2 separate regions of the Mus musculus genome follow, and region 1 is linked to region 2. The links are chromatin contacts, called in public promoter capture Hi-C maps. All regions are on one chromosome and are shown on one strand. The core of a region is the stretch at or near the end of the contact, and the rest is flanking DNA. Distances in the headings are between cores, read along the strand shown.

Region 1 (6,566 bases), core at 3,555-6,054, 270 kb before region 2:
AGCGGAACCTATACTACCATGTCTAGCTCCTTGTGCTGTTTTAGTAATACCTGCTGCTATCCTTAAGAATCTGGAGTATAAAGGAAAGCTTTGCCCACCCTTTGCAGGGGCGCTGCAGAAGAGCTGGCCCCAGTGGTTTGAGCATGGGAGAGCTGGTGGGACGACCAGATCCAGGACTTTGAGTTGGCCCACCCTAACATCTACCCCATCTATGAGCTGCTGGAGCACATGAAAGACTGGGTCCTGCAGATCCAAACCTACAGGACCTCCATGACTCAGGGCAACAGCAAGATATCCCAGAGGAGTCTTGGTGAGGGTCCAGTATTAATGGTGTAGCAGATGCCAGAGGCTTTGAACCAGACCAAAGACTCAATGTAATGAGTATTTGCAAGTAAAGCTATTTGGGCAGAAGGCTGTACTGTGGGACAGACACACTGCAGCTTCCAATGCCATTACAAGGAACAAATACATGATGGAGAGGCAGGAAACACAGCGGAGCGAATTGATAACGTACACAGCAGAACTGGAGACGGGGAAAGCTGCCTGCTACAGAAGGCTGCGCTGAGATGATAGAGGGGCTCAGTGGGGTCAATAAGATGTTGTTGTTGTTTGCCTTTTGCAGGGGCATGGAGGCGAGGTGACAAGGGTAGAGGGCAGATATGGAAGGACTGGGAAATGAGGGTGAGTGGGGCAAATGATGTGAAATTCCCGAAGAATCAATAAAAAAAATTATGTGAAAAAAAAAAGCTTTAGTTATTAAAGTCTACTAGAACAGAGTTGTTTAGTACCAGTACTGACACTAAATAGACTTATTGCTAATATACAAAATAAAATTCTTGACAGTGGGGTCCATAGGGTATTAACAGTTTCTTGGGCTCTCCTTACTTGACAACTCCCCCCAGTGGCATCTAAAAAAAAAGTCTCTAAATACTGTCAACATACCAGGGGATGAAACTACCAATAATATGCAAATATGTAGAAATCAGCACTTAAAAGGGAAACTTCAAAGGACAACATAATTTAAATATTTAAAAGTTCCCAATGACAGCAGGGAAAAACTTGGGACACCAGACAGCACAACTTTACCCAGTGCTGGGTAGAATCTTAATAAACCAGCTTGTGTTTTGTCCTTCTGCTCATTACATCTACGGATTGAGTTTAGTCCTCATAGAAATCCCATAAGGCAGGCACTGGTACTCCATGGCCCTACTTTACCAACAGAAAAACCCGAGGCTCAGAAATGAGTTTTGTTTTGACATTTCTTTTATGTGTAAGGGTGGGTGTGTATATACAACTGGATGCATGCATAGATCAGAGGACAGCCTGAGGGAGCACTGTGGGGTGCTCTTGTACACAGACACGTACACAAAGTGTTAAAGGGAGTGGGCGGAGCTTAAGAGAATGCATTCACCTGTAATGACCCTCAGCCACCATTCCCAGTGTCACAACAGAAGGACATCCAGAATGCCTTTCCTACATCTGCCAGGCTATTTTCTGCTCTGGGTCCACTGGGTCCCTCTACCACATTAGACTCTCCTCACTTCACCATGCTATTCCACTCAAGTTCTTCCTGTTTAGAGGACAAGTTCCCGGAGTGCAAATGCAACCAACGTCTACCTAGACTCCCCTCCTCAAAGCCTTGCACAATATGAGGCTCAATAAACTTCTGAATGGCCCTGAGGCAGCCTCCTCCACACGCACTCCCTTCGGGAGGTTTAAGGAAGCGCCTTTGGGGGAATGGGAATTGCACTCCAGCTGGACTGTACGGGGTATTCTCTGAATCTGTTCCACATTCCATTACCTGAGTCAGGAAGAGGCAGGCAGAGATGGAACATGCTACTGAGGACTGAACTATGAACCCAAATCCACATTCATGTGTTTCTGTATATGTGCATATTTTGCATACTTAACTTATGTATGTATTTTCGGGCACGTTAAGTCTACCAATTAAAAGTTGAGATGTGAATCGAGGTCCCTCTGAAAGTAACCGAACAGTGGACCCTAAAACCTCAAGTGTCAGTCTCTGTGACATTAGTACCTTGAGAAGGTGTGTTAGTTGGGTTTTGCTGTTAACTTGACACAAACCAGAGTCAGCTGAGGAGAGGAAATTCCAATTCAGAAAACACACACATTACATTGGCCTATGTATGGGCAAGCCCATGGAATGATGTCCCCCTGGGCAGGTAGATCTGCAGAATATAAGAAAGCAAAAAGGGCAAGACCATAAGCAGCAGCTTCCTACCCTGATTTCCCTTCCTGAGCAACTACAACTATAAATTGAAATAAACCCTTCCCTCCCCAGATGGACTAGGGTCAGACTGTTTTTCCACACCAACAGAACCCTAAGACATGGAGCAAAGCAAACTATGTTCTACAGTGGCACCCCATAGAATCCCAGCTAGTACTGCCTCCCCAGGTACCGGAATCCCTAGCTTTTCAGAAAAATGCCAAGGGCAAGATCCTGCTTTTGAAAGAAAAAGGAACCCACATGTGAGTTCCTAGAAACATTGAAATACTGTATTAGAAGGCACCTATCAAGTCAACTCTGAATTCTATCTTATGGGTAACATATTTGTGAAAGAAAGCCCAAGTCTCCATGCTAAAGCACTTGCAATCTTAATTAATTAATTAATTAATTAATTAATTAACTAATTAATTAATTAATTAAAGTAAAACCTTGTGCCCAGTGGTCACAGTAGAAGCAAGGTCTCTAGGCTAATCTGGGGTTGGAAACACAACACAGCAGCCCAAGCAATAACCTCTCCCAAGGACCAGATTTAAAACTGGGGGTGCAGAGGGAGTGGGGGTAAGAGATTTGAGAGAATGGAGTACAACCAATTTAGTCATCATCTCTCCTCAAACTCTGAGGTTTTTGACTGTTTGCTTTCAGGTTTTGTTTCTGTTAAACGGTCTTGTTTTTTTTTTTTCCCAAAACAAGGTCTGACTATGCAGCTCTGGCTAGGTTAGAACTCACAAGTGAGCCAGCCGGTGGTGGCGCACGCCTTTAATCCCAGCACTCGGGAGGCAGAGGCAGGCGGATTTCTGAGTTCGAGGCCAGCCTGGTCTACAAAGTGAGTTCCAGGACAGCCAGGGCTACACAGAGAAACCCTGTCTCGAAAAAGAAAAAAACAAAAAACAAAAAAACAAAACCAAAAAAAAAAAAAAAAGAACTCACAAGTGTAGACCAGGCTGACCTCTAACTCAGAGACACACTGTGTGGCCCAAGCTGGCCTTGAACTTGGGATCCTCCTGCCTCAGCCTACAGAGTGCTAGGATTACAAGGCTGTGTCACCAAGCCCAGTGCTCTCTCCAACAGGGAAGACAGACTTTACTCACTCCCTTAACAAGCCTTCTGTTTTTTTTTTCTTTCCTAACCTATTTCCATCACCATGCACAAAACGTTTACAGTGGTAGCAATGAAATTATTAAAAAAAAATTCAGACATGATGAAATAATCTAGCCCTCTAGTAAGAAAAGAAAAAAAAAAAAAAAAACCTCGCAAAAATAAACATACCAGCCTGACCCAGGAGGTCTCCTGAACGAACTACAACCCCCCCCCCCCTTTCAGGCTACTGATAGTTTTTTTTTTTTTTCTCTTTTTGGTTTTAATTGGTTCAATTGTCTTTATCAGAAGGGATCTTGGAGACACTTTTGAACACGCACCTAAATTCTAGGGGAACAGCTGCAAACCAAAGCCATTTAACAAGACGCGGGTTCAAATGATGGGTTCAACCTATCTATCTACCTTTGTGAGACAGATAAATCAATAAGACCTTTGAAGCCTGCAGTTTAATGTTTGGCCTTCCTTTTCCTTAAGCCAAGACAACTACGTCTACGACGTAAAAACTATCTTGGTTGAGCGCTCAGGAGCAGACCTGTAATCCCAGCACTCGGGAGGTGGGGAGGTAGAAGGAACAGGACTTGAAGGGCATCCTCAGTTACATACATAGTTTGAAGGCAACCTGAGCAACATGAGACTCCGGTTCAAGAAAAACAAAACAAAACCCTATTACAAAGCTTCGCTACTGCGCACATCGGTGACTAATAGAAACAAGCGCATCGTTTAAAAATAAAATTTTATAATACACTTCCGAAGAGATAGGGCGGGGGTGTGGTGGGGGGGGGAGGAGATAAATAATGGCGACAAAAACTGGTGTCCAAGCGGGGCAGCGGTTTCAGAGACCTGCTTTGGATGAGATTGGGAAACCAATCTGTGGTACTTTTCTCTCTAATGTCTCACTCAATCACTAGATGTTGGTCCAATAAACTGTTTGTTTTTCTCCAGGGAGGTTTATGGCGAAAGCAAGAGACTCAAGAGAGGGAAGCGAGTGGGCGATGCCTACGATTCGTAGCAACAAGCTAGCCAGGAAAACGTGCAGCTGTTTACTACCCGTGCCCAGGAGCCACAGGGCATCCTTCCACGCGTGGCGCAGCTCGCGGACAGATCTGTCGCCCGACCACCATCCCTCCCACGCGCCCAGTGGCCACTCCGGGCTACGACCCCGGGTCCTCCCTCCTCGCGCCCCCTCCCAAGTCACCTCGGAGGCCCGGGTTGTCGTCCCTGGCGCGAATCCTGCGGATCTTGACCGGTCGCCCGCTCAGGGTGGACAGGACCAGCCGCTGGCGCAAGAAGTTACACCCCGCGTAGCTGAGTGAGTGCGCCTGGGTCGCCATGTGCGCGCCGTCCGCAGAGGCCCGGGACCCGGGACCCGGGAGCGCGACCAGGACCAAGGCAGCCCCCGACGCGTCCACGTGGTTTAGAACAGGAAGACAGAGCGACTAGACACCGGGTCAGAGGGGAGCGGGGCGGAGCCAGCGGCCGCCCGCCCGCCTCCTCCCCTGGCTGGGGCGGCCCGGCCTCCGAGGCACACTACCATTGGCCCACGAGGGATCTGGGTGTTGCCCTCTCTGCGTCGCCATTGGTCTGCGCTGTAGCTGGGCGGTGCTCATGCCGCGTTGCCATTGGCCGGTAGTGAAAGAGGGCGGTGCCCGGGCCCCAGCAACAGCGCGCGGCTGGAGGGACCCAGTTAGTGCTGCGGGGAAACCCCGGCGCCCAGACGCCTTGGGGGTCTGTCTGTCTGTCTGTGCCGGACTTTCACGGCCTATGCGATAAAGGAGGCAATGGCTCCGCCTGGGTGCCCACAGCTGGTGGTACTTAGCAACGTACCTACGGCAGCCCCGGGCAAGGATGCTAGCTAGCCTCTCCCGCGTTTTCCTGCCACCGAAGAGAACAGGATTGACACGCTTACCCTGTTGTAGGCGCCTTGTCTGGGTCTGAGCCGAAATCCTCTGAGGTGCAGCCTGCAATCTTTCACTCCCGGGAAATTGCCAAGCTGTCAGAGGCTGCCTGAACTAGGACCCCGAGCCTTTAGACAAGAGACCGCTGCTTATTTTGTAATGAGGGGCCTCTCTTTGTCCCTTTCTCAGCTGCCCCTTCGTTCATATTCTTTGAGTTTGGTGTCAAGACATATCTGTAACCTCGCATGACTCAAAATGGACAGTTGCAATAACTTCAAGACATACATGCTCATGCATGCACGGGGGATGGGTGGGTGGAGATCTTGCTTTTCCATCTGTCCTGTCATCCAAGCTTGCACTACAAAACCTTTCTAAATATTGTACTGTTTCACGCCTCCATTAAAAAAACAATCAAATGACTACCAACTTAGGAACGCAGTGGTCTTAGTGTTAGGTTTACAGCCAGCCATTCACGGGCTGTAACCCCAGACCTTAAGTCCCAGAAAGCACAGTGAAGGATGGAGTAGAAGCTGGAGAAAGAAAAAAAAGGGGGCCATCCTAAGCGAGTGAGAGTCCCAAGGAAACCCCGAGGAGCATCAGTGGCCATCAGAGAAGAGTCTACGGATCAGCCCTGAAATCCACTGAGGCAGCTAACCCACTTACCACAACGCCATTCTGTTAAGACTGCCTTTACACAGCTAAGCGGCATCTGACAGGCAGCGTTCTTTGGAAAAGCTCCAGGACCCATAGGCTCTCCTCTAAACGTTGTTGTGAAGAATACTAAAGCACCAGGGGTACTTTCACATCAGGAATGGATTTTTCATTTTCTTTTTTAATGCTATCTCGTTTAATTACTCAATAGTCTTTAGAAAAAAGATATTATTCAATAAAGAATGCTCACATCCGTTCAGAGCTCACTGCTTTCAATGGAGACCTTCTGAGTTTTATTCCATCAGCGTCTCACCTCTGCTTCTAGATTTTCAAACCCACCTGGAATTGCAGGCCAATAGTACTGAGGTATCAATTCTCCTAGTCTTCAGGCAATGACTGTCCTGGGCTGACATGGAAATACCCAGGCTCTCTTTGCACATCCAGGAGGTAACTCTGGGGTGTCCTTTCAGCTCCAGTTTCTGGCTGTGGCATCCTCTTGGTTAAGCACCATCTCCTGGCTTCTTTCCCTGTATCCCTTCCCAGCTTCTCTCTGATACGTGCTAGAAATAACTCTCAAATAAATTATGTCCACTCTCATTTTTTGCCTCCGCGTCTTCTGGGCAATTGAGAATAAGTCCTGACTTATAAAATCTGAGAACTGAGATGTAGAAGGGGGA
Region 2 (6,695 bases), core at 1,779-4,278:
AAGGCCCCTGAGACTAAGCAATGTTCCTATCTAGATAGCAGCACCCAGACTCAAGTCCAGGGCTCCTGACTAGGCTCTGTGCTTATTCTCCTGCACTATGGGGTCCAGGAATGTTTTTAAGAGTTACGGTGAACTCAATTAAAACGATCCTCTCAGGCAAAAATATTATTTTCAGAATTTTGTAGGGTTTCACAGAAATTATCAAAAACAGTCATCTACTTAATTCCAATCTGGCAAATAAGGATTTGTCAAACATTTATCTCAACGCATCTCTCCTTGGCCATTAAAATCCAAGTTAACGGCACACATCTAATGAAAGTGATCTTTAATTGTACTTTCCCTCACAAGCTGTATCTCAGAAACTCAGAGGCTTTAAGCAAAACATACACACACATTTTCTGAAACCGTCTCATATAGCTCAGACTAGTCTCAAACTCACTATGTAGTTGAGGCTGACCTTGAACTCTTGATCTTCCTGCTTCTACATACAGGCTTGGCTTGTACCACCCTCTCTCTCTCTCTCTCTCTCTCTCTCTCTCTGTTTGTGTCTGTGTGTCTGTGTCTGTGTGTGGCAGGGGGACTTTGCTCTTAGTTTCACTGACCAAAATATTTTGCAGAGTCATAGCTGCTGACTTATCTTGGGGGCCAAATATTTCCATAGATATACTCATATACTCAGAAGATTTCACTAAGGAACTAACAGCGTTTAACATTTTTGTTTTGTTTTGTTTTGTTTCTTTTTTAATGTCTACATGCAAAAAAAAAAAACCCTCCCAAAAGAAGGCTTTGTGAGAGCTCTGGTAATTTTGCTTGCTCAGTTCTGGCAGCTGCAGAACAGCTGACCATCGTAACGCAGTAAGGGCTAACAGATACCTAGGACCAGGGGTTTGGATCCCATTGCTTGTTAACCAGGCCGGCCAGTGTCGTCTGAGCAATGGGAGGTTCGAGTTTTCATTCAGAGCAAAGGTTCTCGGAGTAGCAGGGAGGAGGACCCCAGCAAGTGTCTGCTCGAGCACCCCGATGGTATTCTAAGCAGGAGGTTTCTCATACCAGAGTGGAGAAGAGCAAGGGACTGACTGCCTGTAAGACCTCAGCAGGGCACTTGCAATTTTACATGGCGAATTTATGGGCTCAAAACTAAATTCCAGAATCAAGTTCCTGTGGTTCACCTACACTAAAACCAGGTCCACTCGAGACCACAGGTCATGCCTGCAAAATAAGAGGAAACAAACCCTTTCTTGGCCTGAGGACTTTGCTTATTCAACTGGTCCAAAGGCCAATGAGCAACTAACCGGTAGGCTTCCTTTCTGGAGCAGGCTCTAGTGAACTGGTATGTGAACTGTGGGGCACCCACACTCATGCCAACTGCTGGTGGCAAGCACTTGGTGACCTAGTGGGATCTCTGCAGTGCCCAGGGCTTCAGACACACAGAACTGGGAAGGAGCCACAAGCTTTGCTCACCTCCAAGGCTTTCAAAACAGATTTAAAAATAAATTCTGTCTTCATCATTGGGAAAACAAGCAAGGCTATGTCTTCTGATCCATTCAGTCCCTTGGTAGGAGCTGTTCTTTAAATGTAGTGATAAACCTTTCCCCAAAACGCCCTAAACCACTTGGCACTGGGAAAGTGGACACTAGTGGGTTCTTTTGCACTCCTCTCCTCCCACCAACATCCTCTGTTAATGCGATTCAGGATGTTATTTATTTACTGGAAGCCTGACTTCCCTTTGCATAAGGTTCTGGAGGAACCCATGTGACCCCAAGGATTCCATTAACTTCCAAAGGCATTTTATTTTTGGCGGGGAAGACCTTGGACAGGAGCAGGCAACACCAAGCATTCCCAGACTCAGGAGCAAGGTGCAGTGCCCAGGGAGAAGGGGCTGCCCCATCGTCCCCTTTCCAGCAGAGGCAGCTGTAACTTCCAGATAGAGGGTGGAGCCTGGCTAGGAATCCACTTTCTCTCAAGGTGCACCTGTCCTTACCTGCTGGATGGCCCCACCTGGGGTGTGAAGACCCACAGGGTTCCCACCCTACAGCACATTGCCAAGTTTAGGTTATACAGACAACCTGGCCAGAAAATGAGATTCTAAACACAAGTAACTCAAATCTCTGAGCAATGGCCCGGACATCCACCTAGTCCTGGCTCAGCGGTATGTCAGGCATGGGCCACTTAAATACACCCAAGTGTGAAAACAAATAAAAGCAGCTTATATTATTTTCGATAGAAAAACGTGGTGAGCAGCTTGCCCAGGAGGAAGAAGGGGGTTGGGTTCTCTCAGCGCTGGTTCCCTGTGGCCTCAGTGAACCACAACTGCTGGCTCAGAAATGAGGCATGAATCTGACTGGAGAGGTACCCTCTAAGAAGGTATCTACCCTCTGCTCCAACATTCCCAAGGTCTCCACCATTCCGCGGGCTCAGATGTCTCTTTAAATCTGACAGAGAACAGTAATTCATACAGTCGCGGTTGGGCACGAAGGTGATGGTGGTGGTGGTGATGGTGGTGTGTGCAAGTGGTGGGAACAGTTAAGGATGAAGATCAAATTAAACCCCATTTAACCCCGCTTGTTTTCAAAGGACCCCTGCCCACCTTTCACGCGCCCTCTGATCATTTTGGAGAAAGCAGAGACAGCAGCCCGTGGAGCACCAGTATGGGGGAGGGAGGGGGTTAAGAACATTGTTTCCCCCGGGTGACACCAAAGCGCTCTGGTTGATCTGGAGCTTGGGGGCCCAGTACCGGGGAATGCGGGCAGCGCGTGCCACGCCGAGCCCACCCGGTCCCGCACGCGGCCTGGCCTCGGGCACGCGCCTGGTGCCCCCGCGCGCGACTCACCTAGTACCACGGCGGCCACGGTGGAGAGCAGCAGCCAGTGATTCCGTAGGAAGCGGCGCCAGTCACATCCCGAGCTCGTGGGCTTCCCCATGGTGAGCACTGACGTTTGCGATGAGTCGGGTAGCCTGGCCGATGCGAGATGCGGGATGCAGGGCACAGTGGAGACAACGCGCACCGGCCGCTGTCAGCGCTGCCACTGCCGCTGGGGACCGAGCACGGTGGTTTTGCGTGGCGGGCGCGCCTGGCTCCTCCCGCCGCCGCTCGCTGCAGCGACCGGGCCAACCAGCGAGACGGAGGGCGGAGCGTCCCGGCGGGATGGTGCGCGTGGGGCGATCAAGTCCCCTTGGGCTCCCGGTGGAGGTGTCCCACCGAGGAGCTTCTGACCCACTACGATCCTCACCAGTCTCCTTGGGGACGCACAGCCCTAGCCCAGTGCGAAGGGATTTGATATGGGACGCGTTTCTGCCTTGGGCCTCAGGCTTCAGAGCCACAAGAAGGGACACACTGTCAGAGCAGCTTTGGGGTGACGCACTGTCAGCAGCTTTGGGGTTTTTTTTCCCCACGTGATCTCTGATATTACCTGCGGGACTATTTAATTCTCTGATATTCCCTGCGGGATTATTCTCTGACTCGAGGGTCAGACAGGATCTGCCCGGACCAAGGCTTGGTTGTACACCTTGCGCGTGGGCGTGGTCATCTCTTGCACAACTTAACAAATGCACCCCTAGGGACTCGCCTTGTGGCCATTACTGGGTAATTAAGGCCTGCTGGTGTGGGAAGGTGGGCGGGCCTATTCTATCCCCAAGGCCAAATACCTTACAGGGTGTAGTTGGGAGAATCTGGGTTAGTGTGGTCACACACTTTGCTACCTGAATTTCTTATTCTGGTTTTACTCTTACTTAAGCAGACTCCTTTTTTTTTTTTTTTTTTTTTTTTTTTTTTGGTTTTTTGAGACAGGATTTCTCTGTATAGCCCTGGCTATCCTGGAGCTCACTTTGTAGACCAGCCTGGCCTCGAACTCAGAAATCCGCCTTCCTCTGCCTCCTGAGTGCTGGGATTAAAGGCGTGTGCCACCACGCCAGGTTTTAAACAGACTCTTATCTCCTTAGCATATCACTAACTAAGTGAGCCCTGTGCCCTTTTTGCATTCTGGGGTTTACTCTTTAGTTGGCTGTCAGGGGACTCTCCTTGACCAGATTACTCGACCACTAGAATCCCCCAATTAAAGCCTCATTCTTTTGGTTCAGAGTGATTTTTAAAAACCCTTCAAAAGACAATGGATTAAGCATTATTAACCATGCACACTATACTATGAATGATCTCACCTCCTTTCCAGGTGTTAAATTCTCAAAAGAAAAAAAGAAAAAAATCAGGAGAGAGGAAACTCCCTCGAGATTACTGGTTTCTTGGGGGAAGAGCTGGGAATAAAAATTCCCGAAGAGGGCAAACTATCAAGGAAAAGACTGGAGAGATGGCTCAGCGGGTAAGAGCACTGACTGCTCTTCCAGAGGTCCTGAGTTCAATTCCCAGCAACCACATGGTGACTCACAACCATCTGTAATGAGATCCAATGCCCTCTTCTGGTGTGTCTGAAGACAGCAGCAGAGTACTCATAAGAAAGAAAGAAAGAAAGAAAGAAAGAAAGAAAGAAAGAAAGAAAGAAAGAAAGAAAGAAAGAAAGAAAGAAAGCTTTCTAAAAAAAAGAAAGAAAGAAAGAAAAAGATTCACTCTACAGGACAGAGGAGGAGGAGGGATTGAAGTGAGAAGCCCACCTCCGTGTCTGGTCATTGAACTAATTCCTCCTATATGGGAATGTTGAGGGCGGGGGGAGGCACCCAGAGCTCTAATGAGAAGTTGCTCCAGTCACTGGTTTGCTTGACTCAAAGTTTTTTGGGGTTTTTTTGGGGGTGGGTTTCCTTAAGGGTTCATCCTCTCCACTTGCAGATGACACTTGAGGCCTTAATGAGCTATGCTCAACATCCATTTTATGAGAGCAGGGGAGTAAACTCCTAAATTCACCGTTGCTATGGCTGACGTCTCATACTTCATTGGGATTTCTCAGCCTAAACCAACAAAGAAATGGTGGGGACACGCAATACCCTGCAAAGTTGAAGTCCCCTAATGCATGTGTGTGTGCTCTCTCCCCATCTAATCTATGTATCTTTCCTATCTTCTACCTTTGTATCTCCATGGACACAAATGTTGTCAGATGGAATGGTAGTTGAGAGCCATTTCCCCTGAATGCAACACACCCATGCCTGGAAGATAAAATTCACTTTCCTGCCATTAGAACCTGAAATCAAGGAGAAAGAAGTGCTAGAGCTGTTTTTCCACAATAAATGTGAACACCTTCCTTTTACTCCTAAGTCTTTCAGACTTTATCCAGAGAAACTTTAGGTTGATTTCCATCAGTAAGTTTCTCTCATGCAATGGTTCCCTCCTCCTTCTTCTAAGAAACTGGTGTTCCTTATTGTTACCGTTTCCCTTTTACTGTTGGCTCACGGAGATATCTAGTTAGTGATTAAAGGAAAGAGACTTTGACTTTGTCATACACTGTTAAGCAGCAGGTGACAGCCTGATCTGAAATGAAAAAGACACCCAGAAACCAAAGGCCAACTCTTTCTGGCTAGCCTTTTTGGGGTGATTTGATGGCTGCAGTTCACCCTCCTAAGGCAGAAATGGTTCCATGGTTTCACGCAGCTGTGATAGAGGAGGCCACAGGCACACCAGTGACCATCAGTTTCTCAGGTAGCCTCTGGTGACAGTGGCTGTAAACCCTGAGGACACTTCGGGTGTACCAGATGCTCTTGGACTTGGGCTCTTCTTTATCTTCTGATCTCGAGTTTGGCATTACAAACCAGAGACATTAACTGCCACGGGAACTCTTCAGTGTTCTTACAAAGCTGAATTGGCTGAAATAAGTTTATTATTCTTACACGCCCTTGAAATCTGTGCTTCAACGGGCTTTATTGCTTACTGGGAAAAACTGAAGAACAAATACATTTTATCAAGCATAGACAAACCAGCACATAGGAGAGAAAAACTAAACGTTTGCAGTTGCTTCATACAAGATGTGTGACTTTGAGCAATTTACCTAACCTTCCTTAGCTTCTGCTTCCTTTTCTCAAGACACCATATAAGGTAGTAGCTGTGCATGACATCTGTCTGTCTGTCTGTCTATCTACCTATCATCATATCTATCTACCAGTCTGTCTGTCTATCTATCTATCTATCTATCTATCTATCTATCCATCATCTATCTTCATCATTATCTATCTATCCTTCATCTATCTTCATCATTATCTATCTATCTATCTATCTATCTATCTATCTATCTATCATCTATCTATCTATCTATATCTATCATCTATCTATCTACTCAGTATCATCTAGCTATCATCCATCCAGCTAGCTAGATAATGCCATCTCTACCTATCTACCTATCATATATCTGTCCACCAACATCATCTACCCACTATTATCTATCATCCATCCAGCTAGAAAACACTATGATTTTCTTTCTTGAAGATGAGTATGTAATTTTTGATGTAGTTTATCAGAACTTCTTGACCAGTGTTGAGTTTCTGTCTTCACTAAAGACTGTTGTAGGGAGCTTTTCTGAGCAGAGCTGATGACAGCACTAACCTGTGGGCACACACATAGCTATTTAGTTGTTGACAGACACATCATATCTGTGTTGAAAAACAACAGCAGAGCTTGTGGTAGTGCTTTGGACCTCCCAGCTGTGGCTTCTGTCCAAATTTACAGTAACCAGGATGACTTCCCCTCCCACTGAGCAGTGCCAAATCAGAGAATGGTTGCTGTAAACAAGCCTAGTGGATCTCATCAGATAAGACATGAAAGT

The links. Promoter capture Hi-C pulls out the DNA fragments that hold promoters and counts their contacts.
Region 1: a promoter capture Hi-C map of hippocampal neurons shows a contact between it and region 2, with 2.3 times the contacts expected there.

Annotation. Positions count from the first base shown.
Region 1 is chr19:29,099,613-29,106,178 of GRCm38.p6, reverse strand. Rcl1 (RNA terminal phosphate cyclase-like 1) reads right to left here and starts at 4,804. Exons shown (of 9, transcript NM_021525.2): 1 at 4,539-4,804. The coding sequence starts at 4,674.
Region 2 is chr19:28,831,468-28,838,162 of GRCm38.p6, reverse strand. Slc1a1 (solute carrier family 1 (neuronal/epithelial high affinity glutamate transporter, system Xag), member 1) reads right to left here and starts at 3,028. Exons shown (of 12, transcript NM_009199.3): 1 at 2,831-3,028. The coding sequence starts at 2,921. All of the region lies in intron 2 of Gm52404 (a long non-coding RNA gene), which reads left to right.